2 separate regions of the Mus musculus genome follow, and region 1 is linked to region 2. A link is a contact called in public Hi-C data. All regions are on one chromosome and are shown on one strand. The core of a region is the stretch at or near the end of the contact, and the rest is flanking DNA. Distances in the headings are between cores, read along the strand shown.

Region 1 (3,534 bases), core at 811-3,310, 280 kb after region 2:
TGTGAGCCCCTGGGCCTCCCCCTCTGCACCAAATCAAAAGGAGCCAGGAAGGGATTTGGTACAGCCCAGTTAAGGACGCCAGCATTTATCCAGCCCACTGGCCAGCCCTGCAAACATTCCAGGAGGAGTCTTTGCAGTGACTCATCCGGACCTGAGGCTCCACTATAAAGGGTGACCACCTCAGCTTCTAACAATAGTTGTTTTATTTTTAACTTCAAAGCTGGCCCTTGTAACCCAGAACAAACAAAAGAGAATTACAAGAGTAAATGCTGCATGCATTGCTAACCGTTTCCAGACATCCAGGAGAGGCCCTCGTCTGCTTTTTCCTCTTCCCTGTTATTTCAGTACATCTCACAATGTAGAAAGTGACAAATGAGCGCGGGTCACATGTCAGCACCGGCTCAGACCCAAGGTCATTAGACGCCATTCGACGAGGCATGATGCGACATACATTGCAGAGATAATGCTACCCCGTGGATCACCTGGGAACGCTTCCTCCTTGAAACAGGTCTGCAGCTTTTGCATACCAACAGAGCTTTAGAGCCTAGACAATGCCAGGAGCTAGCCTCCAGTGAGCTACAGAGGGCTGGCAGCAACCCAGGCTAAAATGGGGGCGAGCAGCGGGGAGACCTTTGAACATGCAAATAGAAATGATCCTAAACAGAACATGATTCTATGCTATAAAGGTGAATTCAAGGAATTAAACAAATGATGATTTGATTGCATGAAAAGAAGATCCTCTATGCAGCAGCAAATGATGGATAGCAAAATGGAGCTGTCGGGCAAATGGCCCTGATGACAGACACAATGACTTTGAATTATAGTCCCCATTACTCACAAGCTGAGCAAATATGGTCAAGTTATTTACACACCGAGCCTCTGTTGTTTGACTCTGCAGAACGTAACTAGTATTAGCACAGAATTACTGGGCCAATTGAATGGCACATACACTCGGTATATAATTATTGTGCCTCCAGACACATGAAGTCTAGATCCAAACTCTGGAGATACAGGTTTGGAAGAAATAGGTACTGCTTTGCTTACATAGACTGTTAAGCTTCTCTCGAATAAATGGAGATGACCGAGTATCTGTCCATGCAGCAGTGAGAAACTCAGCCAGTTGAAGGGATACCATGACCAATGCAAGTCTTTTAAAGGACAACATTTAATTGGGGCTGGCTTACAGGTTCAGAGGTTCAGCCTGTTATCATCAAGGCGGGAGCATGGCAGCATCCAGGCAGGCATGGTGCAGGAGGAGCTGAGAGTTCTACATCTTCTTCATCTGAAGGCAGCTAGTGGGAGACTGTCTACCAGGCAGCTAGGACTAGGGTACTAAAGCCCCACTCCCACAGTGACACTCCTACTCCAACAAGGCCACACCTCCTAAGAGTGCCACTCCCTGGCCCAAGCATATACAAACCATCACAGGGTGTAATACTGGAACTTGGCAGAGGGTGTTATGTTAGAGTAAGACAAAGATCCTGTGGCAGGATCATGCATCTATCAAGTGGGATATTTATAAAGACATTATCTCAGAACCTAGAAAAGCATGTGCTTTGGGTTATGTCCTGATGATGCTGATGTTAGTGATGCTGACTGAGGGGATGCTGATGGTAATAATGCTGATGTTGATAATGGAACTGATGATGATAATGATGTTGATGGTGATAGTAGTACTGATGGTGGTGCTGGTAAGGACAGTGGTGATGGTGGTGATGTGTTGATGGACTCATCACAGCCCAACCGGCAAATCACAGAGCTAGAAGAGGCGTGGACCACGTTAGCTGAAGCGGTGAGTGACATGATCAGTGCCGAGCCCATAAAGCACTGATTAGGACGCTAATTTTCATTTATTAAAGCTTGCTGCTCTATTTTTAGATACAGCCTTCAATCTACCATCATTCACGAAAAGCTCCTCTCCAAATATTCTATTTCAGGAATGAATGTAATTTTTTTTTAAAGATAAAAATATTCTGCGTGCATGAGTTCCTTTTTACCCAGCCATCTTTCTGTTGGTTTGCAGCCTGCCAGCAGAGTACATGTGATATTTTAGAGACTTTCTGTGCAGGGCACTTGGAAAAAAATCACATGTGAACACTGAAATGGCAGAAATAGCTGGTAGCTTTCATTTCCATAGATATTCTCAAAACAGAGGGATATGAATTTTAATGGAAGCCGCTGTAAGCTTCCAGGCTTTTCCTACCTGTCTCAGGGCGAAAAGTGAGTTGTTTAGTCACATATATATGTATATATATTCACAGTGTAAAAGATTTTTTTTTTGTAACTTATATCCTTGTGGCTTAATACTGGCTTCTTGTGATTTTTCTGAATTGCTAGCCACAGATTATCCAATGTTCGTATTGTATAGTATCCTTTTATTTGATTGTATATCATAATGTGCTTTTTAATATGTTTGTGTGATATATATATATATATATATATATATATATCACTGAACAATAGTTTGGTCAAACATACATATACATATACACATATAGATACAAGCATGCCATAGCATAGAGGACAATTTGTTGCAAGCGGCTCTCTTTTTCTCCCGAGTGAGACCCAGAGACTGAATACTGGTCTTCAATTTCGTAGCCTTACTTTCTGAGCCATCCCAAGGCCACATGCTTGTCTTCTGTTTACTCTGCTAAACACTCAGCTTGGCTCTGAATTTTGAAATCATTAACATAGTTAAGATTGTAATGAACACCCTCCATGGCTTATAGCACACACACATAGTGGTTTTTCAATGGGAAATTCTACAAGGAAAGCTGTATAATTAAAATGCATATGTGCACGCTTATATTTCCTGGAAAATGCCCACTTTCCTAAATAACTACACCAACGAATACCTTTCCCAGAAGCAATGAGACATAAATTGCCACTTTTCTTCCTTTTTAAAGATGACTGTTTCCCACGTTTATCTGCTTTGAATTTTTGAGACAGGATCTTTCAGCCTAGGCTTCCTGCCTCTACCTTCCAAACCCTGAATGACAGGTGTGGTTCACCATGCCTGTACCATACCTGTGGTCATTTTTCATAAAGAGATCTGTTTATTTTATGGGAATCACAGACCTCAAATAACTCATGTACCAGCATGGCCAATAGCTCTGTCAAATCATGTAGGAGGTGCAGAGGTTCTGTGTTCATAAATAAACTCTAAGGGAACCAGGAATGCTAACACACAGACTGTCACATCAAAGGGAGAGATGTATAACCTATTTTCTGCTTAGGAGGCTGGAAGCAGATATGGTTAATTAGCCTGGTGACCCTTATGCTATCTGTGTGGCCAGGCTATGCTGGATCCTCCCTCCGACTCTCGTCTTGAGTTTGTTTTTCTCAATCTTTAGAGCCCACCTTTCTAGACGATGTTACTTGCACTTTATAAGGAATTTCAACATAGTCATATCTTAAGCTTTGTGGTGCACATGGGACTGAGTTAATTATTGCCAGGAAATTATTTTTCCAAATTGTCCTGTGCTTAAATATGCCTATTGGAGGTCAGCGTCTTGAAGTCTGCACCAATACCAG
Region 2 (3,244 bases), core at 316-2,815:
TCCTTGGAGTGTGAGGGCCAATTAGGTGATGGAGAAAGACTATCCTTAGTGTATGTGTGTGTGTGTGTGGGGGGTGCAGGCCTGTAGTCCCAGCACCCAGGAGGTTGACATAGTGAGACTCTGTCTCCGGCCAAACAGAAGAGTGTCGAGTCACAGAGCCTAGTACTTTCGGGGTGAGATGTTCTTTGCAAGGAAGGGTCTTGCCCCTCTTGTAGCTAGATGTCCCCACCTGCAACTCAAGAGGTGGTTGCCTTGCCGACTTTCACCTGTTACCCCACAGACATAATGTGTTCCTAAACCAAATGTCCAGCTCCGTGTAGCTGGCTCCCACTTTATGAAGACAGGGCCTTCCTTCTGAGGTCTTGGCGTTTGTCAAGCCCACGCTGTGCTTGGCTACATCCCTGTCACTTTGTTCACTGTCCCCATCTCTTCCTGTTCCTTCCCGGGCTGTCTGTCTCTCTGTGCTTTGCTGGCACTCGAGAGCATTGGCACCCTTCTCTTTCCATATCACCCAGGCTCTGCTAGGATAGTAAATCGCAGCCTGCACATTGGGGGTCTCGCTAATAAGGAAGCACGTAAAGGCTGTATCCTAGGAACTTTGAGTCAGTGACTGTAACCTAAGCTTGCAGCTTATCATGCTGCCTGTGAGGCCAGCCTGTGCTGTGTGGGCAGAGTGGATGTCAGCAATGAGCACTTGTTTTTAAGGACATCTGATGGACTGGAGATGCAAGGCAGCTGAGAAGATAGAGGAGCCAGCTCCGTGCCCTTTTTCTCAGCTCTTAAAATAATCTAGCGCTCAGACTAAAAAAAAATCTCACCTCTCTGTAGGCAGGGAGGGGTGGCTTCTGAGCGGGGAGGAGGAGGGAGCAGGGAGTGGCTGGGCATGTTATATAATGGTGTAGCGGGGGACAGTGGCCAGTCTGACACACTTTGTCCTCCTCCCCAGACATAGGTGCTTGAGACCAGAGGGTGGATGGGCAGGGGTGACGGCCTCTGACCGTCAAAGTGAGGGTAGTGTTGGGCCAGCTGCTTGGGTAGGGATGGGAGGTAGTTCCTGGTTACTTCCTCCTCACTGGTGAGCATGGTCTGGCCTGTTCCCACCTTACTGATATTCTCTCCTTCCTTCCTTTGAAGGATGGAGGCTGCACATGTCCAGGAGATGTCGCCAAAGCCTTTGGTAAGTACGAGGGACACAGCTCTGCCACAAGGGGGAGAGGGGCTGACAGGGAAGGAGGAGCTCTGGATAGCTTGGAAGAACCAGATGGAGAAGGGAACCCCCGAGGGGCTTCTGAGCTCATCGGGACTTTTCTTTGCCGGGGGGTTTCATTTCTGTCTAACCAATTCCCGGCTCAGCTTGCTTCGGGTCTGTTGCTGAGCAAGCCGGGAGCCCAGAATGGGGATGGCGAGCTAGGAGTGGGTCGGCTTGTGATGTTTTCAGTAAGAGAGGGGAATGCCCAGCGCTCGCTCCCGTGACTCTGGCTCCGCTGTGCAGATACCACCACCTGGAGCAGCCCCCACCTCATCCTGGCTGGATCCAGTCTTGGTGGAAGGTTGACCAGGCCTGCCTCCCACTAGAGGGCAGTAGTGTCTGCTGTAACCCATCAAGGTCTCTGCTGTAGGGCTTCTGGGCTCCCTGTTTGTGCCACACACTAACATCTCACAAGAAGGGGGGTAAAACAGAGCTGCTGAGCCCGTATGTGCTGCCCCCTTTCCACAAACGGGAACTACCTGCCCAGCCTCAGATTGTTCAGCTGTACACTATACAACACCACACACACATACACACTGTGGTAGAAAACTTTTTGTCATAGTAACAACAACACAAACATTAGAGTTACGTTGTATTTGTGTGCATTGTATAGTAATCAGCTCTCTCCTTCCACCGTGTGGGTCTGGGGGTGTTTCAGCTTGTGAGCAAGTGCCTTTACCTGGTGAGCCATCCCACCAGCCCTTGGTCTGTTTTTACAGCAGTGATAGAGGAGGATCCTGCTGGCTCAGTTTCTTAGCAACCCAACGTATAGCATAAAAAAAAAATGCCTGCCCCTAGATCTGCTGTGAAAGAGAGAACAAACCCTCTTCTATCTTGCCTATCCAGGGTATGACAAGGTCACAGTCCCACAGTTAGCTGCAGGGCCTTATCCTTAAGCATTACCTAGTGTGGGCTTCCTCCGGGTATGCCCCATGGACCACAGTACTAAGTGGGAGCTAAACACACTAAAAAGCTACAGTCCTTCAGGAGGTACCATGTCCCCAGGCTTGGTGCTGTCCTCAGCTTTCCTCAGGCCTTTGACCTGCTCTGTTTAAAGTGTAGTCCTGCATGCACCAAGGAAAGAGAGCAGGACCTCGTCTAGGAAAAGCCAGCTGGGAAGCAATTTGAGCGTTGAGAAATACAAATCACCGGGAACCAGTTTAAGCAGTTGTGTAGAGCAGATCTGTGCTCAGGGTTCCTGCTGGTGACTTTCTTCATCTGAAGGTCTGGCCAGACTAGTTATCTCACTGCCTCCTTAAAAATCACAGCGGAGTCAGGCTTGGTAGCGCAAGCCTTTAATCCCAGCACTCGGGAGGCAGAGGCAGGCGGATTTCTGAGTTCGAGACCAGCCTCAAACAGGTCTACAAAGTGAGTTCCAGAACAGCCAGGGCTATACAGAGAAACCCTGTCTGAAAATAAAACAAGAAAAAAAATCACAGCGGGAGGCGGGGGTCAGCATTGGTGTCTGAGAGCTGCTAGTGGCACACTGTGGAGTCCATGCCTTGCTTACCAGGGTCAGCTCCACACAGCATCGCCTTCTAACAGATGGAGCAGAGTAGAATTGACTTAGTGCTTACCCTGGGCTTGTGTGTGTTTCCTTATAAGTGTTCAGATGACCCCAGCAGAGACATCAAGGCTGCTTCTCACCTACTATTGGTCTGTCATTCACCCTGTTACTCGGCATCCATTTGCAGGATATTTGATCACACCATGAGCCCTGAGATTGTGTTATTTACTTGGGGGATGGGGAATGGGGTGAGGGAACTATTTCTAATTGTGGTGTGGCTCAGTCCTTAGCACACACCTCTAATCCCTCTAGCTGGAATATAGACATGTTCTTAGTCCACCTCTTTAATCCCAAACAATGAAGGTAAATTTAGTTTGTAGAAGAAGCCAGCCATGTTTGAAAGCGATGTCTAATGGAGTGGCAGACAATGTGATGAATCAGAGAAAGATTTGACAGAATAGGACATGCCCAACTCTCATGAGGAGAGA

Evidence for each region. A called contact is a pair of places that touch in the nucleus more often than the background predicts.
Region 1: a contact with region 2 is called in a Hi-C map of cortical neurons, with 4 times the contacts expected there. The contact joins two enhancer-like sites. A contact is called at or near these places in 3 of 484 Hi-C or Micro-C datasets (cerebral cortex, cortical neurons and embryonic stem cells) and 1 of 9 other capture datasets (adipose tissue).

What each region holds. Positions count from the first base shown.
Region 1 is chr13:45,820,586-45,824,119 of GRCm38.p6, forward strand. The region is part of intron 3 of Atxn1 (ataxin 1); the gene reads right to left. Among named protein-coding and RNA genes, the nearest start is that of Atxn1, 140 kb to the right of the region's middle. Within about 2 kb of position 2,061, at least 17 of the 459 cell types and tissues checked have an H3K27ac peak or open chromatin away from gene starts, as enhancers often do. A contact at or near this core is called in cortical neurons, where this site is marked.
Region 2 is chr13:45,537,891-45,541,134 of GRCm38.p6, forward strand. Gmpr (guanosine monophosphate reductase) reads left to right here. Exons shown (of 9, transcript NM_025508.5): 7 at 1,135-1,177. Among named protein-coding and RNA genes, the nearest start is that of Gm34582, 14 kb to the left of the region's middle. Within about 2 kb of position 1,566, at least 86 of the 459 cell types and tissues checked have an H3K27ac peak or open chromatin away from gene starts, as enhancers often do. A contact at or near this core is called in cortical neurons, where this site is marked.